Linked DNA regions of Mus musculus: region 2 is linked to region 1. A link is a contact called in public promoter capture Hi-C data. All regions are on one chromosome and are shown on one strand. Each heading gives the region's core, a stretch centred on a gene start, on an enhancer-like site or on the middle of the called end of the contact. The rest is flanking DNA. Distances are from core to core; before and after follow the strand shown.

Region 1 (5,167 bases), core at 707-3,206:
TCAAGATTATGAGCTACAGAGTGGCACTGAGGTCAACCTGGATCACATGAGGGATCCAGGCCTCTCCAGCCCCCTCAAAAAAAAAAAATCAAAACAAAAAGGTCTCACACTTAACAAAAGATTAAAATAGTAAACTTAGCATGGCAGTGGTGACGTAGGCCTTTAATTCCAGCGCTTGGGAGTCAGAGACAGGTGGACTTCTGTGAGTTCAAGGCCAGCCTGGTCTCAGACCCAATTCCAGGACAGCCAGGGCTACACAAAGAAAGCCTGTCTCCAAAAACAATTTGGTACCTTTAAAAAAGATACAACTATCCCTTCTCTGCCTTTTGGTTAAACTCAGGTGTAAAGGTATAACTTAATTAATTAATTAAGATACAATGTAGCCTGAGCTGTCTTAGAATTTATGTAGATTAGAATCACTTGCCTCTGGCTCTGAGTGCTCAACTGAAAGGTATGCCTCTATCTGGATGTACTTTCTTTCTTTTTCAAATATATATGTATATATATATATATATGTGTGTTTGTGTGTGTTTGTGTGTATTTTCATTTTTAAAAAAAGATTTATTTATTCATTATATGTCTTAAGTACACTGTAGCTGTCTTCAGACACACCAGAAGAGGGTGTCAGATCTTGTTATGGATGGTTGTGAGCCACCATGTGGTTGCTGGGATTTGAACTCAGGACCTTCAGAAGAGCAGTCAGTGCTCTTAACCACTGAGCCATCTCTCCAGCCCCTATATTTTCATTTTTATTGGTTATTTTATTGACATTTCAAATGTTATCCCCCCTCCCAGTTTCCCCTCCACAAACTCCCTATCCCCTTTCCTCTTCCCCCTGCCTCTATGAGGGTGCTCCCCCACCCACCTACCCACTCCTGCCTCAGCACTCTGTCATTCCCCTACCCTGGACCATTGAGCCTCCACAGGACCAAGGGGCTCCCCTCCCATTGATGTATAACAAGGCCATCCTCTGCTACATATCCAGCTATGCCATGGGTCCCCCAATGTGTTCTCTTTGGTTAGTGATTTAGTCCTTGGGAGCTTTGGGGGAGGGGGTTCTGTTTGGTTGATACTGTTGTTCTTCCTATGGGGCTGCAAATCCCTTCAGCCTCCTTCAGTCCTTGCCCTGATTTCTCCACTGGGGTCCCCGAACTTAAACCAGTGTCTGGACGTACTTTCTAATTACATTTATTTATTTATTCCTTGCAGGTTTGCATACTCCAAGAGTACGCATATAGAGAGGTCAAAGGATAATCCAGGAGTTCGTTCTTGATTCCTTATTTCCACCATGAGGACCCTGCAATCAAACTCCGATGTGGTCAGGCTTGGCAGTAAGGGCCTTTATGACACCTGCCAGCCTGAGATGACTTATTTTATTACCCAGGGTCTCACTATGTAGCTCCAGCTGGCCTGATATTCACTAAACAGGATGACCTAGAACTCACAGAGATCTGCCTCCCACTGTCTCCCAAGTGCTGGGGATTAAAGGCACGAGCCACCACACCTGGTCCCAGCTGACAAACTTTGTATTTTTCATAGTGTAAGAATATGAAAATAGCTGAACGCTTTTAATCCCAGCACTCGGGAGGCTGAGGTAGGCAGATCTATGAGTTTGAGGCAGTCTGGTCTATAGAGTGAGTTCCAGGACAGACAAGGCTACACAGAGAAACCTGTCTTGAAAAACCAAAAAGAAAAAAAAAAAAAGAATATATGTAAACACACATACATGTACACCCACATATAGTAGCACTTCCCTTGCATGCTCACTTGAAAAGAGTTGGCTTAAATGTAGCCCCTCAATTTAGCATATCCGGCAGGTGTAGGCAGGTGACTCCCACACTTGGTGCATCCACCTGGCCACTTCTCCCTTCCCTCCCCCACACCCCTGGGGATCCTCGGCTGGCCAAATGTTACCGTGCGCAAGCGCACATAGTGACAGGAAGCGTGGCCTCGCTCTGCGCCTGTGCTGAATTCCAGCTGCAATTGCTAAGAGAGAAAATGATGCCCAGGATGGGCTCTGCCGCCCGCCGGCTGCGGAGAGGCCCACACTGCACACGCGCAGACCCAGCGCCCGCGTCAAAACATCAGTCGACAGCGCGTTCCCCATGTCCTGCGCCTCCGGCTGGCAGGAGTTCCTCTCAGTCGTGACCCCCGCCGCCAGGCCGGGGCGGACGAGCTAGGTCTGATCGGCGATGCCCCGGGAGATCATCACCCTGCAGCTGGGCCAGTGCGGCAACCAGAGTGAGCAAGCGACCACGGTGCCCCGCTTCTATCCCTCTGGTTCAATCCCTCAGGCTGCACTCAAGTGCCTGGTACCCATCAATCCCCTTTGTCCTTCCCATGATCCACCTTTTCTATTGCGCATGATGATCCAGGCAAGAGCTGCCTCCTTAGCCCTGGGCTGTGACAACTTCCAGACCCAGGTGTCTTGGGTCACCTTCTGGAATGTAATAGCCTCTGAGCCTGGGCTCCTCAGGCCTTAAAGCTGTAGCAGACTTGGGCCTCTTCCTCCTCCCCCAGTTGGGTTCGAGTTCTGGAAACAGCTGTGTGCTGAACATGGAATCAGCCCCGAGGGCATCGTAGAGGAGTTCGCCACCGAGGGCACTGACCGAAAGGATGTCTTTTTCTACCAGGTGCCCCCCGCCCCTCCCCCCCAGTGACTTGACCAGGACCATGGGGACCTGAAGGGACTGGCAGCGCGATCTGGTGCTGGGAAACTCTCTGAGTGGATGGATGGGAACAGAGTGGCTATCTTAAGGGAGGGCCTGCAGGAGCCAGAGTTGGGAGGCTTCAGGACTTGACCCATCCTGGCTTACCTCTGACAGGCAGATGATGAGCACTACATCCCCCGGGCTGTGCTGCTGGACCTGGAGCCCCGGGTGATCCATTCCATCCTCAACTCCTCCTATGCTAAGCTCTACAACCCGGAGAACATCTACCTGTCGGAGCATGGCGGAGGAGCTGGCAACAACTGGGGCAGAGGATTCTCCCAGGTGTCACTCCTAGAGTTCCTTGGTAATCCTAGCCTAGGATAAGGAAAGGCTCAAGCCAGTCTGGGGATCCGTCCAGGTTAGACTTGCAAGAAATAAAGAGACGGGGGCTGGTGAGATGGCTCAGTGGGTAGGAGCACCCGACTGCTCTTCTGAAGGTCCAGAGTTCAAATCCCAGCAACCACATGGTGGCTCACAACCATCCCTAACAAGATCTGACTCCCTCTTCTGGTGTGTCTGAAGACAGCTACAGTGTATTTACATATAATAATAAATAAATCTTTAAAAAAAAAAAAAAAAAAAAAAAAAAAAGAAAGAAATAAAGAGACAAATGGGTATGTTGAGAGGAGGGACTGCTAGGGAAGGTTATGTAAATTTTATGCAAATCGTTCACAAAGTAGCATTTCTGGGTTGAGAGAGATTCTGGTTGGGAAGCTCAGTTTCAGGATGGCAACGGAGACAATGGGTGGAGATCTTGGTGCTGAGAAGAAAGAACCTTTGGTCTGACTTTCCCTTCCCCATGTCTACATACAGGGTGAGAAAATTCACGAGGACATCTTTGACATTATAGACCGAGAAGCAGATGGAAGTGACAGTCTAGAGGTGAGGATCTTCAACAGTGAAGCATGCTGGGGGGAAAGATCAGGCATGATTCAATCACGTGAAACATTCAACTCCGCATTCATTTGGGGACATCATATAGAGCGCATTAAGGTGACTAAGCCACTGCCTTGGGAAATCAGAATCTCAGTGCTGTCCGTTATTAAGCTTCTCTTGGGTCTCTGAGTCTTTCCAAGGAGCCTCAGAGACAAGGCTGAAGTCTCTGAGATACCTGGCCACTATCTTTCTCTCTCTCTCTATTCAGGGATTTGTGCTATGTCACTCCATTGCTGGGGGGACAGGTTCTGGTCTGGGCTCCTACCTCTTAGAGCGACTGAACGACAGGTAAGCCTGTGTTTAAGGAGAGATCATTAGTCTTGACTCTTTGGGCTGGTTTACATTGTTGTTTATTTTGGGAGAGGCATACCTGTCGATGCATACAAGTGGAAGTCAGAGGACAGTGTGCTTGGGTTGGTTCTCTTTCACCTTGCGGAGCTCAGGAACCACTGAGGTCATTAAGAGTGGTGGCAGGCATCTTTACCTTACCCACTGAGTCACCTTACTGTAGTGAGAATTTGGGTTTCTTTTAAAACTCAGTTATATTCCATGAATAGTTTTGTTTTAATCCCAGGTGTGAGCTAAGAGGCTGCTTCACAGCGGGTGGTTGTGATTTGCCTCCTGCACTAGCAGGGGCATGATCTTTGCCATCTGCAGATAGTTTGGTTCTGAGGAATCTGGAGAGAGAGTAAATGCCAGAGGCCTGAGAGGGAGGGGCAGGGATCCCCGAGGGGAGGCTGCTACTCCCCTCCCCAAGCCCCCATGGTTCTGGTTGCTGTTGTTGGTTGACAAGAAGCTGGAGATAACCCTGACATGACGATTGACCTGGCCTCAAGAAACTCAACAACCCTAATCAGCAGGAAGTAGTCTAAAGAGGGCTATGCCCCCTTTTCCCTCTAGATTTCTTTCTCCCCATCTAGTGTTGGGGCATTGGGAGGGATCAGGGTGGAATAAAGATTGGAAGGGAAGTAGAGGTAAAAAATAAATAAATAAATAAAATAGCCAATACATACATATATACATATATACATATGCACGCCCATGCCAACACCTCACCAGTCAATAAGAAGACAGTTTTGATGAGTTATTTACTCATCAAGCTGTCCTGCTGGCTTGTCTGGAAGGGACTGTCTTGATTGCTAATTGATACAGGAAGACCTGGCCTGTTGTAGGCGGCACTATTCCCTAGGCAGGAATTCCTGCACAGCATAAAAGAGCCAGCCAGCAGGCAAGGATCCACACGTTTATCCCCTCTGCCCTTGACTGTGGACATCCTGCTTTAACTTCCCAGAAAGAATGCGTTGTAACCTGGAACTGAAAGCCAAATAAGCCCTTTCCTCCTCAGCTTTTGGCTGAGGTATTTGTCACAGTAACAGGAACTAAAGCAGAATTCCCAGATAATCTCTTTTCATGCTCTCTCTTCTTTGCCCTTAGGTACCCCAAGAAATTGGTGCAGACATACTCAGTGTTTCCCAACCAGGACGAGATGAGTGATGTAGTGGTCCAGCCCTACAACTCCC
Region 2 (5,167 bases), core at 717-3,216, 270 kb after region 1:
AATCTTTAAAACAAACAAACAAAAAAGAAATGAGACAGAAAATAGGCAACGATAATAATACCTGTAATGTCATACACATGCTTGCAATATCAATGTTCAGGAGGCTGAGGCAGAGGGATGGCAAGTTCAAGGCCAGCCTGAGCAACAACAAAAGAGCTTGACTCAAAAACAAAAGCGAACAGACAAAAACCTACTTCCCCCAACAAACCCTGGTGGTTGCTGTCTAGACTAGGAGGAAATATATAGATTTCAGAATAAATAGAATATCAAATACACACGACCCAGAGGACTCCCTAAAATAGTGACTGGAAAGAAGCCAAACACAGCTCCAGATATAACTCTGATGCTTGGGTGCACAGAGAGAATGCTCAGATGAAGGGAGAGCACAGGAGTAGACCACTCCTGCACACACACTCACCTTTATATCCTCCTTTGTGAGCCTAGGCCAGGCCACCTTCTCCTTCCATTTCCTCACAAAGCAAGTAATGGAGCGACCAGAACGCTTATCCTGGGAGTCCTGTCAGACAGATAGCCTTATTTTTAGGATAAACTTCCAGTCTCCTTGCTTGGCCAGCCTTTCTTGTTCAGATATGACTATCCTTACCCTGCCCTCACCTTGGAGTTCACCTTGGCATAGAATTCAATCTCGTTATACAGCTCCACTCCATCACCATTCCTGCAGCTAAAGTTACAGTAAAGAGACATAGGAAGTGACAGGATAAGTTCTTGAGACACCAGGAGGATAGGAACGGTTCTTGAGACCCCAGGCCAGTCCACAGGGGAAGACTACTACCTGAACACGACGCGGTGGTCCTCAATGAGCACACTGACGTCGGTGCTGTCCTCAACGCAAAACTCCATGAAAACATATTTGGGTCTGTCGTACCACAGAGTCCGGGCAGGCTGCCTGAAGAGGTTGGAGGTGGGGCTTGGTAGGGGTGGGCAAGACTGAAGGCAATATGGAAAGGTGGAGGGAGGAGACAGTAGAGTCGTACGTGGTGCCACTGAACCAGACAGAGGGGAGTAGTGGGAGTGGGCAGAGGTGGCGAGAATAAACCCAGAGAGCCAAGGGAAGTAAGGAGTTAGAAAATACGTTCAGATCTCACCACCCCCTCTCACCCACAGTCACAGAGACGTGGAGTCTGGGGTGCTGGTGGGCAGACTCAGCGGCTTCTACAAATGTGGGAGAGGAAATCTGCAGGAAAACGGACAGGGGAATATGTAGGACCTGTATGATGGCGGCCTGAAACTCACCGTTCCATGGTGACTCCAGCTGCCCCGTGGCTTTTGGAGTCCCAAGAAAAGGCCTCTATCTTTAGATTCTAGGAGGCTCCTAGCAGCTGCCTCTCCTTATATGGTAGGAGGAAGGGTTGCGAGGGAGGGAAAGAAAGTTGGCTTGACAGCAAGAGTGATTTGGACTCCAGAAGGACACCGGGAGCGTTTTCTACATCTCGGGGTCTCCAGAAATAAACATATCAGAAATACAATATCTACTCTCTATCCAGGGAAAGGGCTACTCTAGCCCCTATATGCAGGAAGTTACTTGTTCTCGGTTTCATTCACTTGTTCCTCCAACTCAAAGTGTCTAATTCACAAAATGCATTAAAGTCCCGAGGGGGCGGGCCCTCCCGAGATTGGAGGAGTGCAAGACCCGCCCACCACTCGTCCAGGCTTCCCTGCCAGAGCCCGTTGCCATGGCAGCAAGGGGGCGCCACTGACGTGCGGGCGGCGTTTCCGGGAAGATGGCGACGGTGGAAGTGGCTACGGAGCTAGGAACTGTGGTGACCGCTGTCGGGCCTAAGGCGAAGGACGAGGAAGAAGAAGAAGAGGAGGAGGAGTCGCTGCCACCATGCGAGACTGTGCGCTGGGCTCCCGTGGGGGCAGTGGCCGAGGCCGGTCCTGGGGCGGCGACGTTCTCGGAGGCGGCGGCAGCCGAAGAGCCTGGAGCGGCTCCGGGCTCTCCATCCGACGCGACTGTCCGCACGCTGAGGCGGCTGGAAGCCGAGCGGCGGCAGCTGGATTCGGCCCTGCTCGCGCTGTCCTCGCACTTCGCGCAGGTGCAGTTCCGTCTGCGCCAGGTAGTGCGCGGGGCGCCGGCGGAGCAGCAGCGTCTCCTGCGCGAGCTCGAAGACTTTGCCTTCCGCGGCTGTCCTCACGTCCTGGGTTACGAGGGGCTGGCAGACCCTTGTGGCGGTGACGAAAGCGATGTGCTGCCGGGGGACCGGCCACGGGTGCGGGGTGAGGACCAGGTGAGTGTCTGCCGCTAGTTCCGGATGCGGATGAAGATGATGCAGGCGGGGAGTTTGTGGGTGGTGATGCTGACACGGACCGAGGTAGAAAGGGTGAGGAGCGACCGAGCTGGAAGTACTATAGGCACGTGTATGCAAGATAGAGAGAAGAGTCAGGAAGATGCAGAAAGACATATGGCGAGCCTTAAAGAGTATTGAAAAGGCAGTTGGTAATGGAAGCCGTGCTGCCTCTGTCGACTTTGAGGTACTTGAGTGTGTATTTGTGTCACTCTCTCTACCCTGAAGTATATACCCTGAGCACTTATTGATAGAATGAACATTGGGAACGGGAGAAGTGTTAAGTGAAAGGGAAGTGAATTGGAATCCATGGAAATTGAAATTAATGCCCCGTGCTTTTTTTGGCATATAGATAGGCTGTGATCTTTATGCTGTCTTATCTCAGTGACGGCTTTGGTGAACAGACACCATCCCTTGGCAGTGGAAAGAAACACACCTGACTATAAGGATGTCCTGACAGTGTTTTCAGACTGCTCTGCCATCCTGGTTAATAACGGGGTTCTCTGAACGGGGCCTTCTGACTGACCAGTGCGTTCTTCAGTACACCGAAGAAGCAAGGAAATTCTGTAAACCACAACGCGGGAAGATTCCTTACAAACTTTGAACGTCTGGAAGCTGGAAGTTTTGAGACAGGCCGCCTTTTCCGCTTCCTGTTGTGCAGATTGCAGTCCACATGTGGCTTTCTTCCCACTCAAAATGGTTTAGCCAAGAAAACTTATTGGTAGGAGATAGTGACTTATGCTGATCTGAAGTGTTTCCAGTTCCTTCCTTCTCATACCCATATACCCTTGCACAAGGAGCAGTCAACCACAAGTCAACAGACTTAAAAAGTGGCCAGGCCCTGTCCAGTATTGAATGCCATGGAAGGTCCTGGGCAGAGATGGTACTGTCTCTATTTTTTATTGTCACTTTCAGAAAAAATTGTCAAGGTAATGACATAAAAAAATTGTCCTCGCTCTGCCAATTAAGCAGCTGTATTGTTAAGTACATTCTTTGGGCAAAATGATATATTTTTTCTGCTTTGGGGGGGGCAAAGGGAACAGTCTTGGGGGTGGCACCCAGGAAGTTGCATGTTGTAGACAAGCACTCTGTCACCAATTAAGCTATGTCCTCAGCTCTTGAAAATTATTATTATTGATTTTTTTTAAAAGACAGGCTCTCTGACCCAGAACTTGCTATAGAATCATCTTGAAGTTTTTTTGGGTTTTAGTGTGTGTGTGTGTGTGTGTGTGTGTGTGTGTAGGAGCACAGTGCTGGTGTCACAGCCTACTTGTGGAGGTCAGAGGACAGCTTTTAGGAGTTAGTTCTCTCCTTAGAATGTGAGTTCGAGACATCAAGCACAAGCCATCAGGCTTGGTGTTCCTAACCTTGAATTTCTCCTCATCCCACCTCCATCTTCTGGATACTGAGATTATAGGCAGGTGGACCAACCGGAGTTAGTCAGTGCTTGGGTTTGAACCCAGAACCTAGTACACTCGAGGCAGGCACACTACCAAGTTAGCTATCTCACCAGTCTCTCCCAATTACCTTCAACTTTATCTCAATGTGTACTGGACATTAAACATATTATTTCCTGCCTTGCCCCAGAACTTATTTGGTCTTGCTGATAAACTTGTTTGATTAATTCCAGCAAATATGCTGTAACGATGACAGCGAGTGACAGACTTGGCAGGTGTAGTCATGGAAACAAATCAGGATTTATAGCTGGTTTCTTTCTTCATTGGCTTCACAAAGGAATGACAAAGATAGACTATGTTTTTGTTTCTTTCTCTTTTGGGTAGTTAGACAATTTCCTCCAGTTCATTATTTGGAGTTTGTTGTTCTATACCTAATTTAGTTCAAAAAACATAAAAGAAATATGTAATGAGGTCTGGAGAGATGGTTCAGTGGATCAGAGCAGGCTGCTCTTGCAGAGGACCCAGGGTTGATTCCCAGTATCTACACAGCAGCTCACAACTGTCTATACATGCTGTTCAAATGATTGGGGACCCTCTTCTAGGCTCTGTGGGCACCAGACACTCCTGTAGTGCACAGACATACGTGTGGGCAAGTCATCCAGGAACATAAAATAAAAATGTAAAGATTTTTTTTTTAAGGAAAAGAAATAAATATATTGAGAATTCACCCGTACTGGGCACAGTTCTAGGTATATTGAACATCAAAAGTCAAGGTCCTTGAGTTTGTAGATTAGTAGAGACAGGTCCTAAACAAACACTATAATGACTAAGTGTACACAATACAAAGGAAGAAATGACTTGTTCTTCCTGGAGAAAACCAGAGAAGGCTTTTTCAGTGGAGGCCTAGTTAGTAACTGAGGAAAAGAATGGGGCTATGGGGCTGGTGAGATGGCTCAGTGGGTAAGGGCACCCGACTGCTCTTCCGAAGGTCCAGAGTTCAAATCCCAGCAACCACATGGTGGCTCACAACCATCCGTAACAAGATCTGACTCCCTCTTCTGGTGTGTCTGAAGACAGCTACAGTGTTCTTACATATAATAATAAATAAATCTTTAAAAAAAAAAAAAAAAAAAGAATGGGGCTATGAGGAACAGCAGCAACACTCAGGAAGAGCTGGAGAGCATCCTGAGGCGTCGCCAACAAAGCTAAAGGGAGGGGATTGCTCTTTACGAAGCTGGAGGAAAACGTAATTCTTTGTTTTTTGTCTTTTCTCTCTCCTCTCTCCTACCTTGCTGCTTGAGGGCTTGGTAAGTACCACTTTAAGGCTGACTTTAATTCTGTGTAGATCCTAGTTTATAATGCAGCCTTATATCTATGAGTGGTTTAGTGCCTCTGCTCCTTTTTTTGTTTTGTTTTGGTTTTTGGTTGTTTAGTTGGTTGTTTTTGTTTTTTTTTTTTCAGTGG

What was found. Capture Hi-C pulls out chosen DNA fragments and counts their contacts.
Region 2: a contact with region 1 is called in a promoter capture Hi-C map of pancreatic islet. The contact joins the promoter of Ptges3l here to the promoter of Tubg2 in region 1. A contact is called at or near these places in 2 of 39 promoter capture datasets (cranial neural crest and liver), 1 of 115 datasets of contacts at active chromatin or transcription factors (bone marrow-derived macrophages) and 3 of 9 other capture datasets (adipose tissue, embryonic stem cells and pancreatic islet).

The regions. Positions count from the first base shown.
Region 1 is chr11:101,153,928-101,159,094 of GRCm38.p6, forward strand. It overlaps Tubg2 (tubulin, gamma 2), which reads left to right and starts at 1,957. Exons shown (of 11, transcript NM_134028.2): 1 at 1,957-2,241; 2 at 2,521-2,633; 3 at 2,826-2,993; 4 at 3,525-3,593; 5 at 3,856-3,935; 6 at 5,082-5,167. The coding sequence starts at 2,193.
Region 2 is chr11:101,423,362-101,428,528 of GRCm38.p6, forward strand. It overlaps Ptges3l (prostaglandin E synthase 3 like), which reads right to left and starts at 1,967. Exons shown (of 7, transcript NM_001357574.1): 1 at 1,255-1,967; 2 at 794-907; 3 at 616-682; 4 at 419-517. The coding sequence starts at 1,262. It overlaps Rundc1 (RUN domain containing 1), which reads left to right and starts at 1,724. Exons shown (of 5, transcript NM_172566.4): 1 at 1,724-2,249. The coding sequence starts at 1,743.